2 separate regions of the Sus scrofa genome follow, and region 2 is linked to region 1. Evidence: chromatin contacts called from public Hi-C data. All regions are on one chromosome and are shown on one strand. Each heading gives the region's core, a stretch centred on a gene start, on an enhancer-like site or on the middle of the called end of the contact. The rest is flanking DNA. Distances are from core to core; before and after follow the strand shown. Region 1 holds the start of TCTN3 (tectonic-3). Region 2 holds the start of ZNF518A (zinc finger protein 518A).

The links. A called contact is a pair of places that touch in the nucleus more often than the background predicts.
Region 2: a contact with region 1 is called in a Hi-C map of embryonic fibroblasts, with 1.6 times the contacts expected there. The contact joins the promoter of ZNF518A here to the promoter of TCTN3 in region 1. A contact is called at or near these places in 1 of 5 promoter capture datasets (fetal liver) and 2 of 47 Hi-C or Micro-C datasets (embryonic fibroblasts and heart right ventricle).

The regions. Positions count from the first base shown.
Region 1 is chr14:107,259,066-107,265,860 of Sscrofa11.1, reverse strand. It overlaps TCTN3 (tectonic-3), which reads left to right and starts at 2,497. Exons shown (of 14, transcript XM_021074244.1): 1 at 2,497-2,859; 2 at 3,036-3,159; 3 at 3,458-3,576. The coding sequence starts at 2,604. It also overlaps a transcript of ENTPD1 not described here and the pseudogene LOC100153551.
Region 2 is chr14:107,590,221-107,596,980 of Sscrofa11.1, reverse strand. ZNF518A (zinc finger protein 518A) reads right to left here and starts at 5,375. Exons shown (of 6, transcript XR_002338946.1): 1 at 3,406-5,375.

The DNA.
Region 1 (6,795 bases), core at 1,248-3,747:
GTTGATTGGGCCGTCCTGGCTGTCTTCACCTGTGCTGAAAGCTGTGGATTGGGCACTGGCTACACAGAGGAATTTGTTTGGAAGCAAGATATATTGGATACAGCTTAAAGACAATGTTGGAAAGCCTTAAAAACATTCATAATCTCTTAGACCTTGAAATTCCATTTCTAGGACTTTATCCTAAGGAAATAATTATGCTAGACACATACAAAGATGTTGTTTTAGGTCTCATTTACATTGTCTTAAGATTAGACAAAAATGTCCATTGACAGGGAATTAAGTAAGTTTTGGTGTATCTATCCAGCAGGATATGCTATGCAGTATTAATGATATAGACATATCAAATAAGATATAGACAGGTATTCATAGTATGATCTTATTTTCATAAAAATATTTATACCTGTGTATGTGTACCAAAAATAATCTGGAAAGATAAAACTAGATGTGAATTGGTTAAGTGAACAGTGGGACTAAGTGATATGATCTTTTTACTTATACTTCTTTCTATAATAAAAATGCATTGTGTGTCTAAAAATAAGTTAATTAAATATTCATGAGTTAAATCTAAAGAGTTCAATGAAACAGTCTTTTTTTTTTTTTTTTGTCTTTTGTTGTTGTTGTTGTTGTTGTTGTTGTTGTTGTTGCTATTTCTTGGGCCGCTCCCGGGGCATATGGAGGTTCCCAGGCTAGGGGTTGAATTGGAGCTGTAGCCACCGGCCTACGCCAGAGGCACAGCAACGCGGGATCCGAGCCGCGTCTGCAACCTACACCACAGCTCACGGCAACGCCGGATCGTTAACCCACTGAGCAAGGGCAGGGACCGAACCCGCAACCTCATGGTTCCTAGTAGGATTCGTTAACCACTGTGCCACGACGGGAACTCCGAAACAGTCTTTTTAAAAATATTTAATGCATATCTAGCAAGTCCTGGGTACCGTTCTAAGCATGAGATACAGAGAACAAAACAGACAAAACCCTCTGTTTTGTGCAGCTTATATTCTAGTAAATACATATATTTGGAATAATAGGAACTTGACCTTTTCCTACAGCAATTACTAAAAAGGTAGATAAATATTTTATGCCTAAACACAAATATAGGTATCTCTTACAGCAGTCCACCACACAATCACATAAAAATATGTTTGAGAACATTTATAACAGAGATATATTTAGCTACTTCAAAACATGAGAACATCAACATCATGTCAGAGAATGTGAGCATTGGCAGGGTCCTAAAATTTATCTGCTCAAGTGATTCACTTAGAAAAGGAGGTATTGGCTAGATTTTGGATATGTGTATCAGATTTTATATAACTCTTAACAGATACCGCCAAACCAAGCAATTGAAATAACCCAGATAGCAGGACTGTGCAGACTGAGAAAAATACCTGATCCAGCAGGAGCAAGATTTTGATACCCTAGAGTTGTACTATCCAATACGCTAGCTATGAGTCACATGAAGTTATTTTACTTTGAATTAATTAAAATTTAATAATTCAGATCCTCAGTCACATTAACCACATTTCAAGCACAAGGCAAGAACATATAGTCTATGACTTCCATACTGAACAGTGTAGAACATGATAACATTTCCCACACTGCATAAAGTTCTGCTGTAGAGAATCAGAAGAGGCGTACCACTCCTGGGAAAAACCAAAACTTTCTAAGGAGGGCTACAATAAATGGAAGTTTATAATAGCAAAAATAAAATTTTCTTCATCCATTGACCATTTAAAAAAAAAAAAAATCTCATTGTTAAAATTTAAGGAACTGTATCTTTCTAATATATTTACTCGAAAATATTATACTTAGATGGGACTTCTTTTTTTGGTTTTTGGTTTTGGGGGCCGCAACAGCGCCATATGGAGGTTCCCAAGCTAGGGGTCCAATCAGAACTGCAGCCTCCGGCCTACACCGCAGCCATAGCAACTCTGGATCCCAGCCGCATCTGCGACCTACACCACAGCTCACTGAAACGCCGGATCTTTAAACCACCAAGCGACGCCAGGGATGGAACCCGCCTCCTCATGGATGCTAGTCGGGTTCGCTAACCGCTGGACCACGACGGAAACTCCCGAGACTTTTTTTTTAAGTTATGTGATCTTCAGTGTATTTTTCTCTGAGAGATAATTATCATTATCATTCTTTAGAAAAAGATTCTCACCTTTATAATCCGAAGTGAAAAAGATACGCAATTCTACTTCGAGCCTCTGTTGCTTCCCTCTATCAAGGAAGGTCTCAGCCCTCTGAGCCCTGAGGTCTGCGCGGTATGCCTACTGGGTGTACCTTGACCTGGGCTGAACTCCTACTGCCACTCAGTGGAGAGAAGAAGCAAGAGCGCCTCCGCCAGTTTGGCGGTTGCCAAGCGACAGAGGCAGAGGAGGGCCGGGCCAAAGAAGGAGGACGCGGACTGAAAGATGCTGAGGATCTTTAACAACGCCGCCTTCTATTGGCTGAAGGCTCTCGGCCATCTCCATGAGCCAATAAGCAAACGCTTGTGGATGACGTCATACGCCTTGCGACTCCTCCCCCCCACGCTCTAGGGACGCACCTAGCGACCGCCTGAGCCCACCTCAAATGCTTGCTGATGCTCTACTGCCCCCATGTTCGCTTCTCTGCTGTCGTTACTGCAGGTGTTGTTCCTGATGATCCCTGAGGGGGTCCAGCCTCAGCCTTCTCCGTCCCCGTCTGGAGCAGTGCCTACCCATTTGAACGTGGGGCCAAGGACGCAGGGCGGGACCCTTCAATCCTCCTCAGAGGGGACTGAAACTCCCTGGGCCGTGCCTGGGACCTCTACAGTGGGCCCTAATGTGGTGACCCCCTCGGCGCCTGGGAATGGGACCGTGGACGTCTTCCCAGGTGAGGGGGATGGGAGGATTTGGGGATGGAGACTACAGACTTAGAATCAGAATTCTGTGCACAGAGTGCATTGCCACAAAGTAAGGAGTGGGGCTGTCGAAAGAAGAGGAATTAACACTTCGAAGAGTTTGGGGATCCTCAGCCCATTCGCTCTGCTTTATGTTGTACTTTCGTAGTCTTACCGATCTGTGTCTGTGACTTGACTCCTGGTACCTGCGATATAAATTGCTGCTGCGACAAGGACTGCTATCTTCTCCATCCGAGGACAGTTTTCTCCTTCTGCCTTCCAGGCAGCGTGAGGTGAGCTGCAATGCTCAGGTTGAATCCTAAAGGGGACTGGAGCCCTAGAATAAGTAATACTTGGACCTAGGGATTGTTAACCTTTGTGCCTCCTGCCCCCACTTCCACTCCTAGGAGTGGAACTACCTTATTTTTTCCCAGGAGCGCCCTCTTCTTCTGAGGCTCTGCAGTAGGGCTATCCAGTAGAATAATCAGATCTTCATGTTGTCCTGTGGCTGCCCAAGGAGCCCTTTCTTTGGCAATGACATCGGTCGGTCACCTTCTAAATGTGTCTATTCTCCCTCCCATTCCCTCACAGGTCCTCGAGTTGGGTGTGTGTAGACAACTCTCTTATCTTCAGGAGTAACTCCCCATTTCCTTCAAGAGTTTTCATGGATTCAAATGGAATTAAGCAGTTTTGTGTCCATGTGAACAACTGTGAGTAGAAATATGTTGACTGTTCTTACTGCCTAACATTGAGAGTGAGCTTAGCCTCTGACCTTTTTTTTCCCTTTTCCTTGTTTTTTAAACTTTTTTTTTTTTTTTTGCACTTTGGATCTCTATCATCCTCCCTCTTATTCTGTCTGTCCCCCTACCTCCTTCTTTTTTCTCTTTTTTTTTTTTTTGTCGTTGTCGTTGTTGCTATTTCTTGGGCCGCTCCCCGCGGCATATGGAGGTTCCCAGGCTAGGGGTTGAATTGGAGCTGTAGCCACCGGCCTACGCCAGAGCCACAGCAACGCGGGATCCGAGCCGCATCTGCAACCTACACCACAGCTCACGGCAACGCCGGATCGTTAACCCACTGAGTAAGGGCAGGGACCGAACCCGCAACCTCATGGTTCCTAGTCGGATTCGTTAACCACTGCGCCACGACGGGAACTCCCGTTTTTTCTCTTATTAGTGAACATTGGCAATCTCTTAGGCTCTCTTCGCTGTGGATCAGAAAACCCATACAGAACTTTAACTTCAGTCATCTCTCTTTGCTCAGATAATGCAGATACACTATATCCCCTACTTGCTCTAATCTCCATGAAGGCACTGATAGAATCCCCAGTGTCTGACATAGGAGGCCCCAAATGATACTTGAATGAATGTCTTTGGCAAGTGGATGTATATCAACTTTGTTTTTATTTCACAAAGCAACAGCATAGGGGGAAAGAGCATTAGACTTAGGTCTCAACCCTCCATGTACTTACCAGTTGCACAGACTTAGACAAATCCCTTAGCACTTCCAGACTTATTCTTCAACTGCAAAATGAGAAATAATATCCCTAATCTTGAATGTGAAAGTGCTCTGTAGCTGTAGAGTGCAATAAAAATGATCAGTAGTTAGTTGTTATTAAGGTTTTTAAATAGACTTAGAAATTGGCTGATGATGACTATTACCTTTCTAAAGATGTGACTCCGATATATTTTTTGAAATTATTGTCTAAGGTGCAAAATAATGTTCTCACGCAAAATAGAGTTAAATGTCCCTTACCTGCCGAAAGTCAGCTCATCCTGATTTCATCTGACTGTTAGAAAAAAAATTGCAAAACAATACTTGTTTCAGAAAACAGCCAATTTGGGGTTTGGGGAGCCTTGAATTTGGAAGCAATTATTAGGAGACTTGCAGACATTCAGGTGGTGAGAAGGTAAAAGGAACAAGGCAATTGCTCCATTTTAAAAATAAGACCGCAGGTGCCTCAACCTTTCCGAGTTCGCCACTGCCTTTTTTTTTTTTTTTTTTTGTCTTTTGTCTTTTTGTCTTTTGTTGTTGTTGTTGTTGTTGTTGTTGCTATTTGCCACTGCCTTTTAGTTCTAGCCTTATGGATATGCTCCAGGGATACTGCAATAGCGTGCAACTGGTGCTTCCTTCCCTTTTTTTTTTTTTTGCAAATGGAAGTTCCTGGGCCAGGGATCAAACCTATACCACAGCAGTGACCTGAGCCACACTGTGATGCTTCCTGCTTTTAATCTCCCTTTCTGCCTCCCATGCCATACTGTACACTGTTTCTGGATCCTTGTTTCTGAACTTTCTTTCCCTAACAATACCTGAGAGTCACTACCTTGGAACTTATAGGATATTTTGAATTATTATTTTATATGAACACTGCATCTCCCTAGGTAAATTGTCAGTGCACCAAAAGGATGGACTATATCTTTGTCCACCGTACTTAACATTTGCTGGTAATGATCATTAGACAGTATTAATTAAAGGCTGTACAACAGGGAGTTCCCATCATGGCGCAGTGGTTAACAAATCCGACTAGGAACCATGAGGTTGCCGGTTCGATCCCTGGCCTTGCTCAGTGGGTTAAGGATCTGGCATTGCCATGAGCTGTGGTGTGGGTCACAGATGTGGCTCGGATCCCGCATTGCTGTGGCTCTGGCGTAGGCTGGTGACTACAGCTCTGATTAGACCCCTAGCCTGGGAACCTCCATATGCCATGGGAGCAGCTCAGACAAAAAAATAAAATAAAATAAAGGCTGTACAACATGATGGAGTAGGAAAAACCCTAGACCAGGAATCAGGAGATCTGTAATCTCTACTCCTGGCTCTCTGCCACAGGGATGGCTCTGTGGCCTTTTGCAACTCATTTACCTCTCAGGATCCAAATTTCTGAAGGTAATTGGGCCAGATGATCTCTAGACTTCCTTCAACATCTGAAATTGTATCATGCTAAGTCTAAATACCTTTAAGCTCTGTGAGGTATAATATACCATGTATGATGGTAGAAGTTTTAGGCAAAAATGCTGTTTATCCTTAACCTCTGCTCCTTCTGTGCATTATCCCTGCTTACCATCACTACCATCAATATCCCTGCACTAAAGTAAGAGACAGAATGTTAACTTTCTCTTACTCTTTTAAGCCATGAAAACATATCCAGATGGATATTTGCCACTTCTGCTTATCTTCTTTTTTGGCTTAACTTTAACTTTTCTTTCATTTATAAAGATAGAAATAACTAAGTTTTTTTAATAAGTATTTCTTCCATGTGGTCTCCAAGGTTTGAATTCTGAAGGAAATATTAAACAGCTCCTGAAAGCTTTAAAATGTGAAGATTTCAGATCAGAGATGGAAGCGGGTAGTCTGCAGACCAGCAACATGAGCATCACTTATTCTAGAGCAAGGCTTTTCAATCTCTAATATGCAAACACATCACCTGGAGGTCTTGTTAACATGCACATTCTGATTCAATAAGTCTGCACAGTGGCTTAAGATTCTGAATTTCTGATTCTCCCAGGTGATGCTGGGGCTGCTAGGCTGTGCTCCACACTTTGCATAACAAAGATCTAGAATGTGTATAGAGAGTGAGTAGTCAGGCCACAGACTTGAGAGCTATCTTCATTTTGTTTTCTATCAGAAAGCTGAAAAGCAAAATTAGGATTTTACGATCACAGAGGATCACGGTCAAGCTTATATAATGTAGCGTCTTCCTTAGCTTTCAGTGATGCTGGCAGTGATTTCCTTTTGAATCTGTCCAAGTGATTGTAATTATGAAAAAATGAAAGAAACCAGTATGGGCCCAGTTTCTGCTACATTCCTTTTTCAGATTAGCAGAAGACTTGGGTGGTAAAGCAGAGTGTTGTTCATCACAGGCCACCCTCAAGTCAGGGGACAATGTCAGAGGCCTTTTCCTACATCTCTCTCCTGAGTCTGACATGCCATAAGGA
Region 2 (6,760 bases), core at 4,126-6,625, 330 kb before region 1:
GAGTGGGATCCTCAAAGCACAAAGTGGTCCCAGAATCGGAATGATCAACTCTGTCAAGTCAGGTATGGACTGAGAATTGACCACTGGAGTTGTCAAGTGCTGGTGACACTGGTTAGAATGGTTTCAGTGAAGTTATAGAGGAGAAAGGCTCACAAGCATGAACTTAAGAGAAAATGGAAAGAGAAGCAGAAATGTAGTACAGACAAGTCTTTTAAGGAGTTTTACTACAAAGGACCAACAGATAGAGGAGCTGAAGTGAATTATTTTTGTTTTGTTTGTTTAAGGTAGGATAAATTACAGTATGATTGCATGCTTATAAAAATGATTCAACAAAAATACTAAAATTAATGTTGAAGTAGAGAAGGAAATGCAGTAGCAATGTCCTTCAGTAGGTGAGAAGGAATGCAATCTACTGAACAAGTGGAAGAGCTAACAAAGATAATTCACCTATAGTTACTAGACCAGAGGGAAAAGATGTCAGCAGGTGGGCAGATGTTACTGTGAGAGGTTATGCAATGAAAAGCCTCATTAAGTCTACGATAGGGGTTGGCAAACTATAGCCAATAGCCTGTGGGCCAATTCTGGCCTGCTGCTTGTTTTTGTAAATTTTCATTGGAACACAGCCACATTCATTCATTTACACATTGTCTATGGCTACTCTGATGTTGCAGAGCAGCTGGTAGGTGCAACAGAAACGATATGGCCCACAAAGCCTAAAATATATACTACCTGGTCATTTTCAGCAAATGTTTGCCAACCCTGGTAACATTTTGAGTTGAGGACCAGATAACTGGCCATAAAGAAAGACCTAGGAAACCGCACCATTTAATGAGAGAAGGTCACATTAACCTAATCCACATCATTCCTAATATCAAGAGTTCAAAACAAATATTCTAGGGAGTTCCCGCTATGGTAATGGGTTAATGATCTGACATTGTCTCTGTGGCAGTGTGGGTTTGATCCCCGGCTCACACAGTGGGTTAAGGGCCAGCATTACCACAGTTGTGGCATAGATAGCAACTGCCAACTTGGATTCAATCCCTGGCCAAGGAACTTGCACATAGTGTGGGTGCAACCAAAAGAGAAAAAACAGAAACAAATACAAATATTCTATGAGTAATAAATTTATTACTCTGATTTCACTCCTATCTCTTTTTAAATGTTTTTGTAACTATTGCTACCTCAGTTTTGAACTGGCTTTATCTCTAGGGAGGAGACATGGTTTTGCACCATACTAAGAGATCACTTAAAAATGGAGAAGTAAGGAGTTCCCATTATGGTTCAGTGGTTAACCAACCCTATTAGCATCCATGAGGATGCAGGTTCGATCTCTAGCCTCGATCAGTGGGTTAAGGATCTGGCATTGCTGTAGCTGTGGCATAGGCCTGACGCTATAGCTCCAATTCGACCCCTAGCCTGGGAACCTACATGTGCAGTGGGTGTGGCCCTAAAAAGCAAAAAAACCCACCAACAAACAAAACAACTTCCATTATGTTTTTAAAATATATCGCTATAAAAAAATCTGTAAAACGCAGAGCACAAAAGCAGCCATAATCTCTCCCTACTATCTCCTTCTCCACAAAATAACCACTTACAACAGGTCGATGGGTTTCCTTCTTGTCTTTGTTCTATTTGTTTGTATCATTTGACCTAATTCACATTGTGGAGAGAGAGCTGTCCTTAGGGTTTTACTGTAAAGGTCAATGGATCTAGCTAAGTAACAAGAAAGAGCCAACTTCCAACATCTCAATTTTAATTAGGAATTGGTAAAGATTTTAACATATTTTGAAATAAACTGAAATCCTATAAAGTATTTGTTTTCAGCTATCACCATTTCTTGAAGTAAGACCCATGTGAAACCAAATGAATTTTCCTAAGCTTCAAGTCATTCCAATATTCTGATACTTGTTTCATGCAATCACACCAATCATGATTCTACAATTTTACTCAGATTTTTCCCACAATTTTTAAGCTGGAATAACCAAATCATTCTGGTCAATCACCATATAGCAGCCTCTAATTTACTTCATTATATTTGAAGATTTCACTGTTTATCACATTACTTTTTCTGAGTAGTTTGGCTCAAACATAGGAAAACTCTCAACACTCAGAATTTACTTTATTCAGGAGCAACACAGTACCCATGTGAATCTCTTACGGTAAGAGAGCAAACAAATATTATATAGGAAGAAATGATGCTGGTAAATGAAATAAATGTCAACCTGGTACCTCAACTCAGCTTTGTTGCCCTCTACTTTAAAATTTTAAAAATTATGTCTGTGAAAAATGGCCTAAAAAAAAATCCATTTGCTAGTAAAGTTCATAGAACATAGTTATGATTATTAAATAATATAAGCTGGTGATACAGTCTAACTTGGTTATGTTAGTAGTTACATACATAATCTTATTCCTAATTTTGGGTTATATTTAGGGGTATACATTTGGTGAGGGGAATTATATGATACTGTGCTATTCCAGAAATTATCCAACACAAGCATGTCTTTCAAAGGTAGAAAAGTCATGTTTTTGCACAAAGGTACAATATTTTCCACTGAGTACAAAACCTTCCTCATTATACCACAGACTTGTTGGCAGGTACTTTTCCTTCTTTTTGTCCACACCACGATATTCAGATGACCGTTTGCAGGAAACCAGTCATAACTCTATAGTGATTCCTAAGTCCCATTTCTGACTCAGAATTAGATATTATTAATCGCAATACGAATATACGTTAGATAATTTTTCTTTAGGTACACTACATGAGCTTACTAGAGCAAAAGAGAAACACTTTCTGACCACTTACACAGCTTCAGAACATCTTCCTACCATATTTACCTCCATCATTCATTACTCAGGTACCCTTAATGCCATCTTTATATTTAGAAGAATGATAACATAAATTATGAAACACAGAAGTTCCCATCGTGGTGCAGCAGAAACAAATCCGACTAGGAACCATGAAGTTGCGGGTTTGATCCCTGGCCTCACTCAGTGGGTTAAGGATCTGGCGTTGCCATGAGCTGTGGTGTATGTAGGTTACAGATGAGGCTTGGATCTGGTGTTGCTGTGGCTCTGGCATAGGCTGGCAGTTGTAGCTCCAATTAGATCCCTAGCCTGGGAACCTCCATATGCCTCACGTACAGCCCTGAAAAGATAAAAGACAAACAAACAAAAAAAATTATGAAATATAAACTGTGCCATCTTTATATTTAGAAGGAAAACATAAACTATGAAACAAAAAAACTATCTTTTGCTTACATTAAAATGAAAACTCATATATTTTATTTTACTCAGGCCAGAGATAAAACTATAACTTAGGAAAATTCATGTATACATTAAGTCTAATATTGAAACAGATCACTACTTAATAGACTATATACTAAAGCACTTTGATCTTCACCATACCTCTTTCTTCAAGGAACAAAAGGCACACAATTTAACGCTTGGACAAAGCCACAATCAGGAACAGAGATCAAAAGAAGAGATGACATCTGGAAATGAAGACCAAGATTTTAAAACTTTAACTGCAAAAACTGTCAGTAAAACATTTTTTAAACTTTTGATTCAATTATGCTTCATAGTCAATGTATTTGTATAACTTTTGAAGAAAAAAAAACCTCTCTCCACTTCGACAACCTATCCTTGACACCCAGTGATGTCATAAATTTACAAAGGGTGCAAAACTAAAAACTTAGAAGAGAGGTTAGAATCAACCTAATTCAATTTCTTCACTTATTACAAGATAGACTGAGTCTTGTCCAAACTCACAAAGCCAGAGCTAGAATCTAGATCTGATTCCAACCCAGATATCCCACCATGACAATGCTACCTCTTAATAGCTAACATTCCATGAAAACTGCTTACCACGTGAAGCAAATATCCCATACAGAACTGAAACATTCATAGCCTACACCTGGGATAAGATAATTAAGAAAAATTTCAACTTCAACTCTTTTCTTTTGCTTATAGCACTCTGCCAAAACACTTTTAATAAAGTAACTGAAGGAAACTGGGCAAGATGCAAGTCTCTTATCGTTAAAAAAAAAAAAAAAAAAAAGTTGTATTACATGATCTAGAGCACGCAATGCTTCAACAAGAACAATTACAAACAGAAAAGCAAATGATAAAAGTACATTAAAAGGGAATTTTTAAAGTATATTTTAAAGCCAACCTTTATACTTAAGTTAAAACAAATCCCCTATGGAATGTTTCAAGATATAAAAACTTTGGGGATCACTATATACTATACTATTATCAGAGAGAATAGGAGAGGATTTGAAGTGTGATGATAAAAATCTCAAGCATTTAAAAGCTCATACATTATCAATGTGCACAGTAGATGTTCATCGTGTTGCTGTCCTTTCACCCTTCAAAAAAAGACGAAACGTTTTAAATTGGTATTTATACTCACTTTTGCAGCAACAATAAGGAAAAATTTCGGTGTACCAAACAGGTTATTAGATACCTACATTTTATCCCTCCCAACCTTTCGTTAATTTTCTAGATCTGGGACTCATTTATGACAATTTTAACAAAAATCAACATGGTCTCCTATGTTCATCGTTGTCATGAAACGATAACACCTTGAAAATGTTAATACAATGCAATGTCTTCATGAATTTCAGGAAAACACAGTTTTGCTAAAAGATAATGAACTCATTTGATTTGCAGTTAAACTCTGAAAAATGTTAGGATATTTCACTCCATCAATTTAAGTGGTTTCTATCTCTTCAACTTGAGGACAATACTTTAGAGTACACTCAAATCAGATTCCTTCCTGCATAAAAAAAACCAATTCAACCGTATCAGTAAACTAGGACCAACATAGACGCTCAAAGTTAATGAAATTCCTATCCAGATGTACAGTTTGGTGGCATGTTTCATCATTGTGACAGCCGTACAAAGTTCAACATTATCATGGATTCTTTAAACATTGACTTAATTTTATTTTTCTAGGGTTAAGTTTTGATATCCAAACATTCTCAACAAATGTTTTCGCTAAAATAGCTCACAGACACTACATGCCCCCAAATTTAAACCTAAAAAGAAAACTGAACCTTAACTTTTGCATTCGGAACCTTAATGCTACCATATCTATTTCATTGGTCTACTTAAAGAGTTATAACATTTTACCTCATATATATTCACCCTATATATTTTCAATTACCACAGCCATCTAGAAATAGACTGTCTACTTGACAATGAGGACATCATGTTAAGAACAGACTTAAAATGGACCCTACAAGTAAGAAAGCCAGTTAAAAAGAAACCCATCTGCCACTGGGTGTGGTTGGGGTCTGCACGGAAGAGCGCCCTCGGCCAACTCTGGGGAAGAGAGCGCGCGCCAGAGAGCTGAACATATCTGCAAAAAAAAAAAAAAGACCTCCAAAGACCACAGACTGGACCCACAATGGGGACGCCGTCGAGTCGGGCTGCCGTGGGCCTGCGAACCTACAGCTTGAGGGGTGCGGTCTGAGGGGTGCGCAAGCAGTCTCCACCAGCCCCGGAACGCCGAGTGGGTGCTTCGAGCGCCGCGCGCCCCGCTCCGTCCCAAACACCGCGCCCGATCCGCCCCTTCCTCTGGGCTTCGGCTGCCCCTCGGACGCGCGGAGGCACACTGCGCCGCGCTCCCGCTCCCGCACCAAGACTGTGGAAGAGTGCGGAGCTCGAAAACCCCCGACGTAATGCAAGCCCGGGCTAATAAGCAGAAGGTTAGCTCTAGCAGCCTGCAAGAGCGCCGAGTAAAAGGACCGACTTCTCTAGAAAAACTTTGCGACAAGTTAGGCGGAAGCGCTGAATGGCCGGGACTATTTAACAGGCGCTTCCTATCACAAGAGGCGGAGCCCTGAGCGAGTTCAGGGCACCCGGCCGCCCCCACAAACTCGCCTTTTGCCCCCTGACTGGCTTTGTAGACGTCCCGACATTCCTATCAGGTCTGGGCGGCCCCGCTCACGGGGAATACCTGTCGTGGTCCCCATTGCCCGCGAGTCCCTGATGGCGGCCATTACGCTTCCATCCGGGTATTGCCGAAAAGCCGATCGCAGCGCTACCGGGAGCGCTCGCTGCGGCGGAGTGATCCGTGCCGCACCTGAGGCGAGCGGAAGAGGACGGAGGCCGGCAGGGTCCGCGCCTCACCCTGGTGAGACTAGGCCACTAAACTGGGCTTGCCGCTGACCTCTCACATTAGCGCGCTTCTCTGGTGCCCGCCACGCCAGTGACTCGCTCTCCCCCTTGGCTCACCGGCAGCTGGAGGGAGCGTACTGCCAATGGAATGGGAGACACACTTCCACTCTATGCTCTTCAGAGAAGACACCAGAAGCAGGAACTGTGCTCTTGGCAAACCCTTGCTGACTGGGAATGGTCTCAACCCTGAGATTTTAATCATTTCCGGCTTTGCAAATGGCGTCTCCCCCACCCCTCGCCCTTTACACGCAGGGTTTAGCAGCCATTACAGCCCATGTCAAGGAAGGAAGCTGCCACTTGCAGCTCTGGAAGACATATTGAACTACAAACATGTACATATTTAATAATTGATCTAAAAACTATCGTTCCAACAAAGGAGGCTCTCATCCGCATCAAAAAGAATCCTTCCCCACATCATATACAGGGCTGGACAAAGAGGTCAATTACTATGATTAGGTTTCCCCCAGGGGCCAGTATGGCTCTTCTAGCTTTTAGAGGATTTCTGAGATTAAACCTATTAACTGACCTCACTCTTCTACATAAATTACTTTCCTTGTGAGGGGTTGGGGGTTGTTAC